Linked DNA regions of Gossypium raimondii: regions 2 and 3 are each linked to region 1. Evidence: chromatin contacts called from public Hi-C data. All regions are on one chromosome and are shown on one strand. Each heading gives the region's core, a stretch centred on a gene start, on an enhancer-like site or on the middle of the called end of the contact. The rest is flanking DNA. Distances are from core to core; before and after follow the strand shown. Region 1 holds the start of LOC105766625. Region 2 holds the start of LOC105766627 (B3 domain-containing protein At2g36080). Region 3 overlaps LOC105766629.

Region 1 (2,700 bases), core at 106-2,605:
TCTTACCGATTTAACTCATTTATATATATAAGGTCTTTAATTAATCAATCTCGGATTAGCATAATAAGTAGCATTGAATGAAATACCAATTCTTTTAGTTATTTTTGTTACTACTTGTTATTGTTGTAGTTAAGAAAAAAACAGTAGTTACCACATTATTTTTTTGTTATTTATACTCTTTTTTTGTTAATATTAGAATACGTGAATTTGAGCATACTTATACGCATTTGATCCTTCTATTTAAGTTGACGAGAAATTATGAATAATTTTAAGCATTATATAAAAAATATTTTGAAATTTTCTTACTTAGTGATTATAAGCTCCTATTAACAAAAGTCATTTTTTTCAAGTATTAAATAGGAGAAAAAGAGGAAAAAAACTGTAAACTTCAATCTAAAAAGAAAAGATTTTGTTTTGGTCTAAATTCAATCTCATTTTTTCAAAAGTTTATCAAAATCAATCAATATAATATAAAAAATCAACAAATGAACAATTAATTCAACTCAAATTAACTAACAAAATTAAATATAAATCAAAATCACACATATAATAAAATTTGAACATAAATCTCCCAAGTTTTTGTACTTCATCCTTGTGGTTAAAATTGTTTAGTATCAACATTTTGATATTTAAATACTTTCATATAGGGATAATATTACTATTGAGTTTAAACTTTCATTTAATGTGTAATGTAATGTGGTATCTATATGAAGAAAATATTTAATTTGATACTTATATTATTCTACCATATATCAATGTACCTCAAAGCTTTAATATTGTTCAATTTACATGCTAATTTTGGGACAATGAATAAATGAATGTGACATGTAGTTATATAAGGATTTTGGATTTTGAATATGATTTTAAGCAATAAACAATTAAAACAACTTTAAAATTATAAGATTTTCTGAATTTAAAAATTATATTCAAATTTTAAGAGAATATGTGACATTCATTTATTCATTATTGTATAGTAAACATTTGACAGAAAGTTTAGGAGAGATGAACCCTTTCATATAACATCATTTATGAAGAAAACTATTATTTATTGTTTAAATCATATTTCTTAAAAAAAGAAAAAGGAACAACATATTTCTCTTGTTCCGAAAATTTCCATGTCCTAAAGCGAAACTAAAGGGTCCCAACCAAAAAGCCAAATCCAAAATTTTCGCTAATATTTCCGCGTATTTCAAATTGCGGCTCGGCTGATGGGTTCGGCTTCTACTCCCACCATTGACCAAAAGTCAAATAAAAAAACCTCTAATTTCCAATCATAGTAAGACACGTAAGTTTTCAATAATTTGACCATACAACATCTCATATTCTTCTCTTTTTATGTAAAGTCACAGTCTGTATATGATCAGAGTGAAAATACTTACATTTCTTTTCTTCCTAGTGCTTCGAGAAGCCATCAAAAGAAAGTTCTCTCTTATCTTTTTCTAGGGTTTGCTTCTGAATCTGAAAACTCCAACTTTCCCTCTTGTTTTCTTGCCTTCCGAACACTCCTTGGTACGACTAACACAAGCGATGAACCTAAAGTTAACGGTAAGTTCGTGAAAAAAAAATTAAAAAGAAAAGAACAATGAAATTTTCTCCTTGTCAACTGATTTTCCTTCTTTTCCAATGCAATAAAAGAAATAAAAATCTATTGTTCTATCCCTCAATTTCCTACAATTTTAGTTTTTTCTGTTGTCTGAAATCTGAACTGTAAACCGACAACGTTTAACTCAAATCTGTCTTTTTCATAGGTTTAGTTTATTCTGTAGTTTTTACTTTACTCATTTTTTTCATCCCCCGAAAGATATGCTAATAAGATCTAAGCATACTACTACTCGTAGAAAATAAAAGAAAAAGTGGCAATTTTGGAGGAAAAAGTTTGATTTTGTTTTCATTTTTTTGACGATTAATAATGGGTTTAATCTTCATTCATTGTCTTGTTTATAGATTTGTAAGATCTGAGGAGCAAATTTAAGCAATAAAAAGGAAGGGGCGGAATTGATTGAAAGAAAAAATATGATGTCAAGGCAAAACTTGGGCGAGATTGACATAGAAAATTTACTCCCCGGCAAAATCAGGAAACGAGGGTGTTCATCTTCAGCTTCGTCGTCATCATCAATTATGCAAAACTACAGATTCAAGAGGGCGATTCTAGTGGGCAGCAAAAGGGGTGGATCCAGTACCCCCGTGCCTACATGGAAGCTGATGATGAGATCGCCTTCAATGGCGTCAATGCTACGAGCTATGGAGTCTCCTAGGTATTCAGGATCACAAAGTGGGAGTAAATTGAAGGGGCAGCAGCAGCAACAGCAGCCGGTTTCGGCCAGGAAGCTGGCGGCGACTCTGTGGGAAATGAATGAGATACCGTCGCCTAGAAGAAAGGAAGGAAATGAGGAGAGGAGGAGAGTGAAAGAAGGGAGAGAAAAGGGAGCTGCTGCTAGGTCGGTTCATTCGGGTTCTTTGCCTCCTCACTTGTCTGATCCTTCTCACAGCCCTGTTTCTGAGGTCGGTTGTTTTTTCCCTTTCCCTTTTAATTTCTTTTTAGAAAAAAATAAATATATTTTTAAAAATTGCATGTTATTTGTCTTCACCATAGGAATGGAAATTTTAGGAAAAGAGGGTCATTATCAGGAAAGTGATCGCTCTCAAGGGATTTTTTTTTGGAATGTTATGGTTCTTTTGTTCTTTTATTTGTTTTCAAGG
Region 2 (2,700 bases), core at 2-2,501, 170 kb before region 1:
TTTTCTTTTCTCACTGAATATATAAACCTAACAAGCCTGTTCATCTCTGTCAGATTTTACAATGTAGTATGAGATTTTTCACTGTTTGAAATGATGCAAAAATTAAGAAAGAAGATCAAACATGTGGCCCTGATTACCAAAAACCCTGCAGTTTGGGGGTGGCGTTGGATGGTAACCTGATTACCCATATTGCGTCAGAATTGGGCCTACTGAGTACCCTCTTTTCAGTTACTTGCTTAGTAACATGGGGTGTTTTCTAAATTGCAGAAAATTCAATCGACAAACCCTCTTTTTTCTTTCTCAAGGTTCATCTGGATACATTTGTTCTGCCCAATTCGGCAAATATTTTTTACTTTATAATATATATATATATCTCCCAATCACAAGATATATTGGAAATGTGAATTTCAGAAACTAATTTTCTTTTTGTAGGCAAAGTGAAAGGAAATCAATTGTAATTGCTCCAATCCCAGCAATGTTTATGATTTAACATTATCCTTTCTATTTTCATTCAATGATGATACACTTTTTAGATTTCCCCCTCAAGTATTGTAACTCCGGAATCTGAATAAAAAATTAGTGTGTATTTTATCTTTACTTTCCTATTAATATTTACACGTAGAAATTAAGTATGAAGTCAATACCTACTTTCTACCAGGCTCTTCCCCAATTTTGAACTAAAATTTTAACCCCAAAGTTTTGCGTTACACAAAGCACGTATAATGATTGATCGGAAATATAATCTTTTTACTGACAGTGTTAGAAGCATATAATGGAAAGAGATTACTAAAGAAATAGTCATAAATCTAGAGACAAAAATAAACTTATATGTAAAAATTATTTCTCACACAAAATACATTATTTTTTCACGGTAAAATTATTATGAAAGTTTTATATTAAGAGTTAAATTGTATTTTACTCTCTTTATAAAAGGATATTTTTATTAAAATTTTTATTTATTTCTAAAGTTAAAAATTAAGTAATTAATTTGATAACGAAAAGTCAAACTTTAAATATGAATAACAGAATAATCAGATAATTATACATATTATGTTTATCTTATTCTAATAACAAAACTAATTTTTAATAGTAAACACCAATGTCATTTAAAAAACACCAATTTTACTTATTTTTAAATAAAATAAAAATATAATTCAGTTCTTAAAGAACACATATTTTTTACCTCTTTTCCAGGAAAAAAAACCTTAAAATAGTTTCGAGGCTGTCAAGTACTTCAAGAATTCCCCGTTAGCCCGACCTTCTTTTCTCTCTCTTTCACTTCAATCTTACTCTGTTCTTCTCTCCTCTCACTTCCTCCCTCTCTCTCTCTCATTGTCATATCTTTATCTTTGTAGCTGCATTAAATAGTTTCCACATCAAACTCATAATCATCACGCCTGCCCTCTTTCACCTCACTCTTCCATACCTTCCTCTCTTTTCTTTTTCTCCACACTTGCTCTAAAGCACCCATCTCTTTCCTTCTTCGCTCTTTTGTCTCTCAAATGTCCATTAACCACTTCCAGTAATTCAAACAAAACAATCCAACGACAAAACAAACTCCTTCTATGGAACCAACCCAAACCCCCCCTTCTTCAAAGCTTCACAACCCTTCCTCAATTTCCCTTGAAAACTCCCCCTGGACCTCTCACTTCTACCCCTCCATGTTCCTATCCTCCATCCACGCTCCCCGCCACTTCAACCTTAACCATGACGACGACGAAGAACTCGACGACCAAACCTCCACTCTCAACACCCTAAACCCTAAACCAAATCCCCCTGAAAACCACCAGCTAGGCCATGAAACGGAACCCATGTTTGAAAAGCCCTTAACCCCCAGCGATGTTGGCAAGCTGAACAGGCTTGTTATCCCCAAACAACATGCCGAGAAATACTTCCCGCTAGGCGGTGACTCCAGTGATAAAGGGTTGTTGCTAAGTTTCGAAGACGAGTCAGGCAAGTGTTGGCGTTTCCGCTACTCGTATTGGAACAGCAGCCAAAGCTACGTGTTAACAAAAGGATGGAGCAGATACGTCAAAGAGAAGCAACTTGATGCTGGTGACATTATTTTATTCCAACGACACCGCACGGATGGTGATAGATTGTTTATAGGGTGGAGGAGGCGCGGTGCAGCAGTGGTGGTTGCACCGGCAGCTACTGATGGGGGAAACGCCATGATGGAGAATGATAGCGGTGGTGGTGGGGGTGGAAATGGAGGGTGGAATAATAGGGGATTGTATCAAAGGTATCCTCATCTTGGACACATTCAAGGTGATCTTGAGGCTAATGTGCCATACCAACCTGACTGTCTTCATGCTGGTATATATTTATTTGTCGCATTGTAAAACTCTTATCTATTTATCTTCTTCAAAGAAATGGGTTTTATTTATAAAAGTTTTTAGGAATAATATAAAATTGAGAATTATTGGCACATGGAAGTGCGTGAAAGACACTTTCCAATTACATGGGAGCAATGTGGTTGTGTAAGACTGTTTCTGTAATTTGTTCTTTTAAATTCTACTAACTCCGGAACGACCATTTATTATGGGGATTAGGAGTACCAATATCTACATAACCCCATTTATGTGTGTGTTCCAAATGATTTTGTTACCTTCACTTTAATTAGTAAGCATTAAGAAACCTTTTCTTATGATAGCTTCAAGTATTCTTCTTCCTTTGTGTCATTGGAATAATAAAACAAAA
Region 3 (2,700 bases), core at 10-2,509, 240 kb before region 1:
TATTGATTTGATTTACACGAGTATGTATACAAAATACTATAAACTCTACAAGGAAATAATATGAAGTCTAAAGTCTAATATCTAAATATCAGCTAGAATTCCCAAATGTCAACATTTACAACCTGTTAACACACCGCAAGTTGGAGCATAAATATCATACCTAGCATGTTACATAGGTATTAAACTTGATTCCCAGTAGGTAACCAGGTGAAATTAGTCCTTGAAATATTTCACGACTTAAAATGACAATCATCTTAAATGTGTTTTTTGTTCGTTCATGGAGTACTGGAATACTGGATTTGAGGCAATGTGATTGCTCCATAATTTTGTCGGTAATGAAGTCTAGGTCTTTTGTTGTAATAAGATGATGTATCCACATAATTTCAAGACAGATTGAGTCATGGCTTTATATTTTGATTCGATACCAAATTCCCTCGAACAAATACACGATAGATCTGTAGTAGATCTTCAGTCAACTTTCGGTCTTGCCCAATTATGGCATCCATGATTTTTGTACAATATACCCTATCCGAGAGTGGATGGAGTTGACATAAATTAGGTGACAACATTAACCTCATATTGTGATACTTAACGAGATATCGTGAGATAGTTCAACTTTCCTACCATTCTTCTGTACCTCGTAGGGTCTTTAAATTGATCACTATCATTTTCTGTGAGATGCAAATCATGAATCATAGGCGTGTGGCATGATTTGGCTCCTATTTTTCATGTTTCTTTTAACAAGTCAAGCACATTTTATTTGAGACAAGAGTATCTCTTTTTTACTCCTTGTTACCTACACTTTCACAGCATATTTCAGCGCCCTTAAGTTTTTTGTGTGAAAATTAGTATGACGAAATGAATTAAAGAGTCAAAATTCATGCAGTACTGTTTCATATGATAACAATGTCATCAACATATATTACTAGAAGAATGGAGCCTGTCTTAGAATTTTTGTAGAATACTAAATGGTTGCTTCTGCTTTTCTTCAAACTAAAATCCGAACTACTTCAATGTACTTCACAAACCATGCCCGATGGCTTTGTTTTAAGTCGTACAAGGATATTTTTTTTTCTTATAACGAACCTTCCCCTACCCCCCCCCTTTAAGAAATGAATCATGGTGGTTGCTCCATATAAATATGGGTGTAGTTGAAACTTAGAGTTGATGTTGAAAGAGAGAGTAGTTGTCTCATACTTGACATGCATTGTGTCGGCTTGTGAAGATGCTGACACGAATGTCACGAGACTAGAACTTGTCTCGCAATCTGTGCGGCCTTAGGCAATTTCTTGGGTTAAAATTCGCTCGAGTCAGCCTAACTCTTGTAAAGTGAGAATTCACAACAAAAAATTTTCAAGGCACCGAACATAAAATGGAAGCAACTCAAAGACAAAAGAGCAATGAAAGAACAAAAAATGCCACAAGAAAGCAACACACACAAGGTGATTTAAATGTTCCCAAAGAATCTCTATTACTGTGAAGAATTACAATTGAGATACAAATGAGGAGGAAGGTCTCTATTTATAGTTAAGCTCCCTCAAATCCAACGATACAGATTGAGTTACATTGATGGTCGAGATTATAGTCTATCTACAATTGAGATTCTTAAGGGATTGACACAATCCTTTAAGATTATAAAATCGGATATTATCAGATTACATATCTTTTAATATTATTTTTCATATTTACCAAGGTAGCCTTAATTTTTCTTAAGTACTTTTCCGGGCCACCAAGGTTTCAAGTAGATGGGCTTCTTCACATGTTCCACGAACTGGGTTAGTTCAAGTAGGTCGAATGAGCCTCATTTAATCGATTGACCTCCATGAAACGCTCTTTGTGCATTCATCATGGGCTTTGATTCACGACCTGTGACACTCCCCTACTCATTCTCGCAACGCATTCGTTGCGTCCTTGAAACGACACTGATTTGACTCACTTTAGAACTTTTTTGATGCCTTAGATGATTCCTAATGAGGCTAAATTTTAAGGGGCAATTTGAAGGCAATAATGGTGAAACTTTTCATACTTAAATTTTTAAATAGAGATATTTTTTAATTGAGGATTTATTATGATTTTTTTCCGATAAATACCATCTTATATTAACTATTTCCCCTTATATAAACTATTTGAAGGTGGCTAGGCTAAGTTGAAAATTAGGTTATATAATTAAACTTTAAATTATTTTTCTTTTCTTTTTTTTTTATTAGATTAGGGTTTACTTTTTAATTATTTTATTTTAATTTTGACTTTGTGGATCCTTTTTACTTTTTTACGGGCTTTGTACTAGAGATTTTTGGATTTCTACACTTCATTCGTTATTTATACATGAGTATTTATTCACTCAATTCTTATTTTTAAGTGTCGTTTATCACATGTTTGATAAAATGTTTGTATGAGAATTTGAATAGGTTATGGGCTATTATGATTACGTTGTATTAGTTTATTAAGTATTTGGATGTTTGATTAAGTGTTTATTTATATTGGATTGGTTGTTTAATTTGATTATACCAAATTGTGCAATACACTAAAGTTGACGATTCTAGTAGAATATTTAGGAAAATGGATCCAGAGGAGAACTTAGATGATAACTTTGAATTAGGAGGAGTCCAAGAGGATAATCCTTTTAGTAGTAATGAACAAAACAATTAAAATATTTATACTAGCTTAATTAACATTTAGTGTATTAATTTACCTTTGCTT

Evidence for each region. Hi-C and Micro-C count contacts between places; a contact is called where the count stands out from the background.
Region 2: a Hi-C map of leaf shows a contact between it and region 1, with 2.8 times the contacts expected there. The contact joins the promoter of LOC105766627 here to the promoter of LOC105766625 in region 1. A contact is called at or near these places in 2 of 2 Hi-C or Micro-C datasets (both in leaf).
Region 3: a contact with region 1 is called in a Hi-C map of leaf, with 4 times the contacts expected there. The contact joins the enhancer-like site here to the promoter of LOC105766625 in region 1. A contact is called at or near these places in 2 of 2 Hi-C or Micro-C datasets (both in leaf).

What each region holds. Positions count from the first base shown.
Region 1 is chr4:22,948,588-22,951,287 of ASM2569854v1, forward strand. It overlaps LOC105766625, which reads left to right and starts at 1,356. Exons shown (of 4, transcript XM_012586149.2): 1 at 1,356-1,545; 2 at 1,945-2,502. The coding sequence starts at 2,014.
Region 2 is chr4:22,775,199-22,777,898 of ASM2569854v1, forward strand. LOC105766627 (B3 domain-containing protein At2g36080) reads left to right here and starts at 1,252. Exons shown (of 3, transcript XM_012586153.2): 1 at 1,252-2,316. The coding sequence starts at 1,566.
Region 3 is chr4:22,707,517-22,710,216 of ASM2569854v1, forward strand. It overlaps LOC105766629, which reads left to right. Exons shown (of 19, transcript XM_012586156.2): 19 at 1-86. Among protein-coding and RNA genes, the nearest start is that of LOC105766629, 11 kb to the left of the region's middle. Within about 2 kb of position 1,260, the one cell type or tissue checked has open chromatin away from gene starts, as enhancers often do. A contact at or near this core is called in leaf, where this site is marked.